Regions from separate parts of the Mus musculus genome. Here regions 1 and 2 are each linked to region 3. A link is a contact called in public promoter capture Hi-C data. All regions are on one chromosome and are shown on one strand. The core of a region is the stretch at or near the end of the contact, and the rest is flanking DNA. Distances in the headings are between cores, read along the strand shown.

Evidence for each region. Promoter capture Hi-C pulls out the DNA fragments that hold promoters and counts their contacts.
Region 1: a promoter capture Hi-C map of hippocampal neurons shows a contact between it and region 3, with 2.9 times the contacts expected there. The contact joins the promoter of Zbtb4 here to the promoter of Atp1b2 in region 3. A contact is called at or near these places in 8 of 39 promoter capture datasets (cranial neural crest, embryonic stem cells, hippocampal neurons and 4 more), 3 of 484 Hi-C or Micro-C datasets (embryonic stem cells, erythroblasts and rod photoreceptor), 4 of 115 datasets of contacts at active chromatin or transcription factors (the 230-238 cell line and embryonic stem cells) and 3 of 9 other capture datasets (adipose tissue, liver and pancreatic islet).
Region 2: a promoter capture Hi-C map of fetal liver shows a contact between it and region 3, with 6 times the contacts expected there. The contact joins the promoter of Plscr3 here to the promoter of Atp1b2 in region 3. A contact is called at or near these places in 11 of 39 promoter capture datasets (cranial neural crest, embryonic stem cells, fetal liver and 8 more), 2 of 484 Hi-C or Micro-C datasets (Sertoli cells and embryonic stem cells), 1 of 115 datasets of contacts at active chromatin or transcription factors (embryonic stem cells) and 3 of 9 other capture datasets (adipose tissue, liver and pancreatic islet).

Annotation. Positions count from the first base shown.
Region 1 is chr11:69,764,212-69,767,380 of GRCm38.p6, forward strand. Zbtb4 (zinc finger and BTB domain containing 4) reads left to right here and starts at 1,701. Exons shown (of 4, transcript NM_029348.2): 1 at 1,701-1,874.
Region 2 is chr11:69,845,212-69,848,126 of GRCm38.p6, forward strand. Plscr3 (phospholipid scramblase 3) reads left to right here and starts at 1,406. Exons shown (of 8, transcript NM_023564.4): 1 at 1,406-1,480; 2 at 1,697-1,864; 3 at 2,124-2,362; 4 at 2,446-2,488; 5 at 2,592-2,812. The coding sequence starts at 1,858.
Region 3 is chr11:69,604,344-69,607,251 of GRCm38.p6, forward strand. Atp1b2 (ATPase, Na+/K+ transporting, beta 2 polypeptide) reads right to left here and starts at 1,617. Exons shown (of 7, transcript NM_013415.6): 1 at 918-1,617. The coding sequence starts at 1,029.

The sequences.
Region 1 (3,169 bases), core at 451-2,950, 160 kb after region 3:
AAAAATCGAAGAGAAGAGTGTACGTGGTTATGTTCATGCAAGTGTGCAAACTCAACCATCTCTCCAGCCCCCAAATTTATTTTATTTTTAGTTATGCATATGTATCTGTGTGGGAATTTGTGGATGAATGCTGATGCCTGCAGAGGCCAGAGGTATCAGGTCCCCTGGAGCTGGAGTTCCAGGTGGTTGTGAATGGCCGTATTTGGATGTGGGGGAAATGGAACTCTTGGGTCTTCTGCAAGAGCAGTTCTCTCACTGACCAGCTTGTGGGGGTTGGTGGTTTGTTTTGATTTTTGCTTTATGCTAAGTATTGCCCAGGTTGGTCTCAAAAGGCCTGTGGAATCTGGCCTTGAAATCTTGGTCCTCATGCCACTATCTCCCAAAGTGCTTGGGGTTATAGGTACCGGAAGTAGATGTTTGAAAGAGTGTGGAAGTGGCCGGGCAGTGGTGGCGCATGCCTTTAAACCTAGCACTTGGGAAGGCAGGCGGATTTCTGAGTTCGAGGCCAGCCTGGTCTACAGCGTGAGTTCCAGGACAGCCAGGGCTACACAGAGAAACCCTGTCTCAAAACAAAACAAAACAAAACAAAACAAAACAAAACAAAACAAAACAAACAAAAGAGTGTGGGAGTGGTTTTGTGGCTGTATGGCTTGTCTAGGCCGAGTGGCTTGGAACCCGCTCGTAGACCAGCATGGACTTGAGCTTGCAGAGCTTCCGCCTTTGCTGCCCGAGCGCAGGCGGGCTTGAACCTTCATGCTCTTCGGGGAGAGCCTGCTCCTCTTTCTCCTGAAGTGGGTCTTTTTTATGGGGATGGGGGTGTTCGTTTTTGTTTTTTCAAGCAGGGATATCACACTGTAGCCCTGGCTGACTGGAACTTGCTGTTTAGATCAGGTTGGCTTCCAAGTCCTTAAATCCACTTGCCTCTGGCTCCACAGCATCATCACGCCGGGCCTCTCCAGAGTCTTTAGTTTTGCAACTAGGGAGCCGTCTATAGCATTGTCCCATGGAGGTTCCAGGAATTTTTTGTTTGTTTGTTTGTTTTTATGTATGTCACATTTCTCATGCTTCCACCTGGCGTGTGGTTAGTGTTGTGCTGGGAAGGCCACACCAAGGCCTCTGCATTTATATGCAGGGACACAGAAGCGAATCTTTCCACTGGTGACACAAAGTTCCAAGCTTTGTGCTTATCTGCACTAATGATCATCTGTTCTACGGAGTTGAGGTCTTTCTTGCCAGTGGGTCTGGTGATAATCCCTAGGTATTCGCGAGGGTGCTCACTTTGGATCTATAGGTTCCACGGGGCCCAAATGTGAATCTGCCGTGTTGTAAGTTTGCGGCCCCGGAGAACATGTGTGTGGTGTGCGTGTCTGTGGTGAACAGCTGTGCCCACGCAGCGTGCTCTAGGCGATGTGACCCCTGAGTGAAGGGTGTGCAGAGGGAAGGGCGGGCGTGGGGGTGAGTCCCTTCCCAGGGAATGAGTGGTCTAGGTCACTGCCCGCCCCGTAAGGTGTGCATTCTGCGGGAAGCCCCGAGTCTTTTCCCTGTGAGGGATCCACCAGGCCTTGGCCATCAGACTTCAGAGTCCAGAGTCGGTGTCGTCTGCGCTTTGCTGGCTTCCTCTCAGCGGCGGCGCTGGGGGGGTGGGGGGGGACTGTTTCCGGGGGTGGGGTGGGGGGGAGGACCGGGGCGGGGGGGGAGCCGATGATGTCAGCGGCGGCGGCGGCGGCGGTGGGGCTGGGCCGGGGCCGGGCGCTGGGGGGGGCCGGGGCCGGGGCCGGAGCCGGAGCCGGAGCTGGAGGAGAGCGAAACCCAAGCGGCCGGGGCTGGCCACGGTGATGAGCCGGGCCTGGCAGACGCGGCGCCATCGCAGTCAGGTGGGCCCCGGGGCGAACCGGGCAGGGCTAGGGAAGATGCCCCCTCTCCGCTGCCCGGCGCCGCAGGGGCCGGAGCCGCGCCCCGCGACCGCTCCCCTTCCAGGTTGATCTAGGGGCGCAGGGGTCGGGGGTTCTAATAAGCCCCGCCCCCGGACGTGCACGGCGCTGGGGAGCAACTTAAGAGCGCCCTGGTATGGTGTCCAACGAGCCGTGACTGGGGGACTCGGTCTCCTGGGGCCGTGAAGAGGGTCGCAATCACTCCACCTATGAAGGGTTAAATTCTGCAGCCCAATGCCCCCTCCCTCTGCCTCTGTGGGGCAGGTTGGGGGTTGGGTTGGGGCGGGTGTGATCCCGGGCAAGCGCTGCAAGCTGCTGGGAGGGCGATGGCGTAGGAGCCAGGCAGAGAGGGGGAGGGGTGGCCCTCTGAGCGCCCCAGAGTTGGGGTGTGCAGGGTGCGCAGTGCGAGCAGGGGCCCGGAACCGCCGCGCCGTCGGGGAAGGGTTGTTGCAGTGAGTCCTGGAGATTGTGCCTCCTGCGGTACTGTGGGGCAAGGTAAACTGCTCCTCCTGGGCAACACGGTTTCCCAGTCTGGCACCGAGGGGTCTGCGAGGGCCCTCCCTGATACATAGAGACAGAAAGCCAGGAGGGGGTACTTATTGGTACAGAATTACAAGGTTTGGCTCTGTGGCTTTAGGTGACAGATACCTTAAGTGTGCTGTTCGAGGATTTGTATATAGTTTTTGTCAGCGTGTGTTTTCCTTCACGTATGTCTTGTGTTGTACATATGAATGTTTATGAATGTTTGTTTTCTGCATAGCTGGCATGGTGTGTGTGTGTGTGTGTGTGTGTTATGGTGGACACCAGAATGAGGGGTGTGCGTACCCATTTGAAGAGTGCAGTCAGTTGTGGACATTTGAATCAGAAGGTATCACGCCTGAGTTCCATTTCTGTCGTCCTGATGAGGTGTGGTCCAGTTGTGTAGAGGACAGAAAGGCGGATGGATTTGTGTGTCTGTGATGTACGAGTTTCACGGGGGGCTGCATGTCTGGAACTCAGACCTAATAATCCTCAGGAGCATGTGAGGTGAGGGGTTCTGGGTGGGACATGCAAGATGTGTTTATGGGATCCTGGGAAGCCAAGCACGGGAAAGGTTGCATGTTTGCAACACTCTCCACGGGATTCTTTGGTGACGTTGTTTGTGGGAGCCTGTCTGGGCTGTTGGGCCTGGAGGCAAGCTGCTCAGAAAACACTTAGGAGGAGGTGGCGTGACAAGGGCAATGTGGGCCTTAGACCCA
Region 2 (2,915 bases), core at 156-2,655, 240 kb after region 3:
AGACCTCAGCAGTGGAAACATGGCCCTTGTTGGTAAGACCACCCATTGCTCTGTGCTCAACCTTACACTGAAGTGGGCTTATTTGGCATTTGGGGACAGTTAAAGCTTCCTTCCGCTCATTTGCTGGGTTTTCAGCACTAGTAAGAAGTACCCCCAAAGGAACGGGATCTTAGAGGTGAAAGGTCAACAGAGAGACCAAGATATATGAAGCCAGGGATTGCACGGGCAGGCAGTAAATGACATAGCACAGCAAGGCAAGGGGGAGGAGGGGTCTGTGCTGTGCAGAAGGGTCTCAGAGGCCTAGCATGACTCAACTTGCAATTTTCTCCTTACATCCTATCTCTGAGGCATAATGAAGTCATGTTCCCTCATATACACATCAACACTGCCTCACTGCCCTGGTCTCTGGTGCAATCCACCACAGTAGGACCAGATTTCTGTAAGAACCTCTCCCTTACCTTGGCCTGCCCACAGCCTCCTGGGTTGTTCTGACACAGTAGTTCTCAGTTTAGGCTGTACAATAAAAACTAGAATTCTAAGAATCCCTAGTCTGCACCCCAAGCACTAATATACAATTGATAGGAAGTTAAGACCCAGGCACAAGTGATGGGCTAGTTTCGGCTTTGTTTCTTTAATATCTCCCCTAGTGACCCAGGTCACTCCCAAGCTGACCTGGAACTCGCGATCCTCCACACCTGCCCAGATACTATGCTATCTTCTTTTGAGGAAAGGAGTCTTTTGAGAGAGTCTCCCTATTGTAGCCCTGACTTGGTCTGGAACTATGTAAAACAGACTGGCCTCATACTTGTGACTCTCCTCTTGCCTCTCCTTTCCCAAACGCTGGGATTGCATGTTTTGCCTCCATACTGGGGAATGGAGGGCCTGTTCTGTTCAAGTGTCTTTCCCTGAGCCTTACCTCATGCACATTCATTACTGTTACCTTTTGAAAGTCTGTCACGCGTGTAATGGGCGTGCCTGAACTGAGAGGTGACTGAGTGGGTCAACGCTGTGACAGGGGGAGAACACAGCGAGGTCGCCCTGAGAAGAACACCGAGCCAAGTCTGGGAGGCAAGGAATGAGTGTGAATGGTGTTCCGCTGCGTCAGCGAGGCCCGCCCCGCCCTTGGGAGGAGGATCCCGGGGACCGGAGCAGCCACGCGGTGGGGAGGCAGAGCAGCAACCCGCGGAAAAGGCGAGGGTCTTGCTGCTGGGGATAGGGCCGCAATCACCCTCCAACAGGCCAGGTCTCCAAGCCTCTGCAGTCGGAGCGGAAGGGGCGGAACCACGGTGAACAAAGCGCACAAGGTCCAAGGTCCGCGGCCCCGGGGGAGGAGAAGCGCCTGCTTTCTGCGCAGTCGCCCCGCCCGGACTGGGGGGCGGGACTTAGGCGACCCGGGGGTGGGGTCAGATCTGGGCCCGCCTCCACCAGCGCCTGTGAGCCCCGGAGTGCGTGGCCCCCCGACTTATTCTGGGGGCTTCAGGTGAGCCGGACCATAGAGGGGTTAAGGAGACTTTCCTCGGGGTCAGGTCATCTGTCTGACCTCAGGACCATCTGCCCTGCCGTCTGCCAACAGCCATCTCCGTAGAAAAAATGGGAGAACAAAGGGAGGGGGCGGTCCTGGGGCCCCTAAGAAAATTCAGGGTCCTAGGTACCCCGCCCCGCCCGCTGACACTTTCGGTTTCTCCCCGAGTCTTAGGTGCCGCCCTAGAGACCCTGGGCCCGTACTGGGCGCAGCTACCTCTTCGCCTCTGCCTGTCCGTCTTTGTTTCTGTGTCTGTCTAGCTGTTCCCGAGCTTGTCCCACTCCAGAACTAAGTCTCCCCTACGCCAAAAGCCCAAGACTCCCCTCCTGATTCCCATGGCAGGTACGTTGACGCTAGGTTGGGGTCTCCATTATTCCCCCCTGCCCCCACGAAATTGGGTGCCGGGTGTCGAACACATTCTCCAGGAATGTGCTCAGACTGGCTGCGTGGGGCCCTCCCTTCCTCCTGGGGAGCCACCGCCCTGCCCCTCCGCCCCATCATTCTCTGCCTCTTCTTACGTTTTCCGCGGGTGCTCCTGGTCCTTGGGCTGTGAAAGAAGAGTCCACAGATAACTTTCTAATCTACTCCTGCTCCCCTACAGGCTACTTGCCCCCCAAAGGCTATGCCCCTTCACCCCCACCTCCCTACCCCGTGCCATCTGGGTATCCAGAGCCGGTGGCTCTGCATCCTGGACCGGGACAAGCTCCAGTGCCCACCCAGGTGCCTGCCCCTGCTCCCGGCTTCGCTCTCTTCCCCTCGCCAGGCCCAGTGGCTCCAGGGCCTCCTGCTCCTTTCGTGCCATTGCCAGGGGTGCCTCCTGGCCTCGAATTCCTAGTGCAGGTGAGTGAGAGAGAGGATGGCTGGGAGGAGAACTGAAGTTCGAGGTGACGGATAAGGTCAACGCTGCTCTTAACTCTTTACAGATTGATCAAATCTTGATTCATCAGAAGGCTGAACGAGTGGAAAGTGAGTAGGAGATGGATGGAGCAAGATGGGCTTCATGATCTTTATGGCAGTGGTTAGCTTCTGGGCAGGTGGCCCCCGAGCCTCAGCGTGTTGCCCTTCCCAGCGTTCCTAGGCTGGGAGACCTGTAATATGTATGAACTTCGCTCCGGAACCGGACAGCAACTGGGTCAGGCAGCTGAAGAGAGCAACTGTTGTGCCCGCCTGTGCTGTGGTGCCCGCCGACCATTTCGAATCCGCCTAGCGGACCCTGGGGACCGCGAGGTGCTCCGGCTCCTCCGCCCACTTCATTGTGGCTGCAGCTGCTGCCCCTGTGGTCTTCAGGAGGTGGGCATGGCAGGTTTTGGGGTGGTTGGTGGGCAGTGTATGGTAAGCAGCGCAGAAAGAGTTGTGGCTTTAATAGGAGTGGGGGCGGTTTAGTTGAGGGTCT
Region 3 (2,908 bases), core at 367-2,866:
AGGGCTGCATTGATCTCCTTTCATGGTCCCCTAAGCCTCAGGTGGGTGGTCTGATGAAGACTGTGTCCAATCGATGTGGATATGTCGTAAATTATGTCACACAGAATCCCTTGTGCTTCAATTCTCCAGCTTGGCACTGTCTTGCAAGACTGTCAGTCACCCTTACCTCACCGGGTACCCATCAGCAGCCCCTGACTACCTAAGTCCTTGCACACCCATGAGGTAAGGGTAGAGAGTTCTTCCAAGGCATCTGAGTCCCATGTAAACACCCTGCCTGAGGATGTACCCATATCAGCACAGTGACCATTACTCCCTCCACCTCTGACATCTGAAAACCTCAAGCCTGGAAAAATACCATCCCTCCTGGCAGCCCCCCACCCACAAAGCAGCCACAGAGGACTCCAAACGCCCAATGGTGGAATACAGACAAACAACTTCCGCTGTTAAGAACCCCCCCTCCCAAGACCCCCCTGCCAGATCCGCCTCCTCATGAATGTTCCCAGGGTCCAAGGGGGTGGGTGAGAGCTAAAAATAAACGAGGTTGGCTAGCTAGTGAGAGCCAGAGGGAGAGTTAGGGCACTCTTCGGGGAGAGGGATGATGACCGTGTGCAGCCGCAGGGCCTGAGCCGGAGCGGGAGCGCCGTGGCACGGACACGCGCGCAGAGCCCGCGACCCCCCGCCCGAGGGGGCTCCGCGGGGGGCGGGCAGGCGGCAGTGACCTACTTTCTCCGCCTCCGCAGCGGCCAGTCAGAGAGATTAGACCGCTGATTCGGGGCCCCTCCCGATCCAAAGCCCGACAGTGGGGGCTGGACGCCAGGGACCCGGCAGGGGAGCTGGGGCGACGCCCGCGGGACCCTGCGCCCCAAAGGCATCGCCGAGCGGTCAGCTACCACCTTTCCCGCGCCAGCCCCGCGTACCCCAGCTGGTCCCGGTGCGCCCCATGAACTGGTGCGTCCGCGGGTTCCACACGAACTCCTTCCACTCCTCAACCACCTGCCCGCAGCTCTTCTTCTCTTTCTGGATGACCATCTTGGAGGCACGGGGCGAGTCCCGGCGCGCTGCTGGGGGCTGCGGAGAAGCCGGGGCGTCGCGCGCTGAAGCCCTCCACGCACCAAATGCGCGCGGGAGCGAGGCAGGGAGACTCCAGTCAGATATACAGCTGCTGCAAATTCCGGGGTGCACAGCCACGCACTGTGGTCTGCTGGCAGTGCGGCGAAGGTGCACCGAGGCTAGGCCCCCCGACTGCGATAGAAAGGGGGGCTGTCAAAACAGGGAAAGATAACCAGGGAAAGGGATGCCGAGGCACCTTCACCCCACACACCGCCTAGAAGCAAAACAAAAAGGGGTGCAAAACCAGACGGCTCCAAAATTCGAGCGAAACGCAGAAAAAGCGGGGTGCAAAGAAGCAGGGAAAGATGGGGGAGGGAGCCGCCCCGAAATCCGAGATGCAAAGAGGCTGTAGAACGCGGCAGGTGGCCGATTAAGGCTCCTCCGACAAACGGCGACAGCCACACCACAGTTGGCCCAGCCAGTGGGAGCTGGGGCGGGGACAAGCAGTTGTGGGGGAAAGACAAGGATAGGGGCCCCCCAATCGGAGGCTCCGCTCCTCAGCAGTGCGGGGAGCGCGAACCCTGCGCACAGTCTTTATAGTCTGTGACTCTGAGGGTGTCCGCCCCCTTCCCACCCACCCCTCAGGAACCCCGCCTCTTCGTTGCTCGCTCAGGAGACCTCATACATATGCAAATGAAGATGGATTGGACCCGCCCCCTGGCGCCTTTTTTTTTTTTTTTTTTTTTTTTTTTTTTGGTCCTAGCGGGTTCTTCCTACCCCAGACCCCAGGTACAGTACTGAAACAAGATTGGAAAAGAAGACAAGAGGGTGAGAGTCTGGGTAGACCTAAAGAAGAGAACACCTCCTGAGAGGCTCAAACTGAAAGACGAGCTGATACGTACTCAAAAGTGGGGGGCCCGGGGCAGGGAATTTAAAAAGAGACTAAGATAGAGTTACTTCGAAAGCCTCCGGAACAGAGGGCTGAATGTGAGAGGAATAAAGAAAAGCAAGCGCCAGACACCAAGAAAGAGCCTAGAAACTAGAACATAGAGAGGGATAGAAGCCACCACAGGACGCCCTTCTTCTCGGTTCCACTGGCTCCTTTGTCCAACCTACCTGTTCTCCATGACCAGGGTCCCTGCCATCTTTCCAAACTTGTTTGAGCCCCAAAATTTCCCTGTGTCCCTGATCTACAGCCAGGTCTGCATGGGTCCTGCCTTCCAGCCGCCCCTCCCCACCAGGTCTGATCTCCAGCCCACGCTTGCTGGAGCACCTACACCTGATGCCCCAGCTCTGGAACCTGGGTTCCCTTGGAGTGATGTTGCAGCCCAATAGCTTAAGAAGAAGAGGGGCAGGCTGGAGAGATGGCTCAGCAGTTAAGAGCACTGACTGCTCTTCTGAAGGTCCTGAGTTCAAATCCCAACAACCACATGGTGGCTCACAACCATCCATAATGAGATCTGACCTTGTGTGTCTGAAGACAGCTACAGTGTACTTACATATAATAATAAATAAATCGAAGGAGAAGGAGAAGGAGAAGGAGAAGGAGAAGGAGAGGAAGAGGAAGAGGAAGAGGAAGAGGAAGAGGAAGAGGAAGAGGAAGAAGGCCATTATCTTTATTTCTTTCTGTGGCAGGAACACCACAGTCCATACTTAGAGGAATTGGTTTTTTTCTTCTACCATGTGGATCCTGTACACAAGGCTAGCCTTGAAGAGATGCTCCTGCCTCTGCCCCCCACATTCTGGGTTTATAAAAATATGCCACTATGATATTTTATTACTCTCGGTGATGCTAGTAATGTGTTTTGTTTGTTTGTTTGGTTGGTTGGTTGGTTGGTTTTTATTTTTCTTTTCTTGA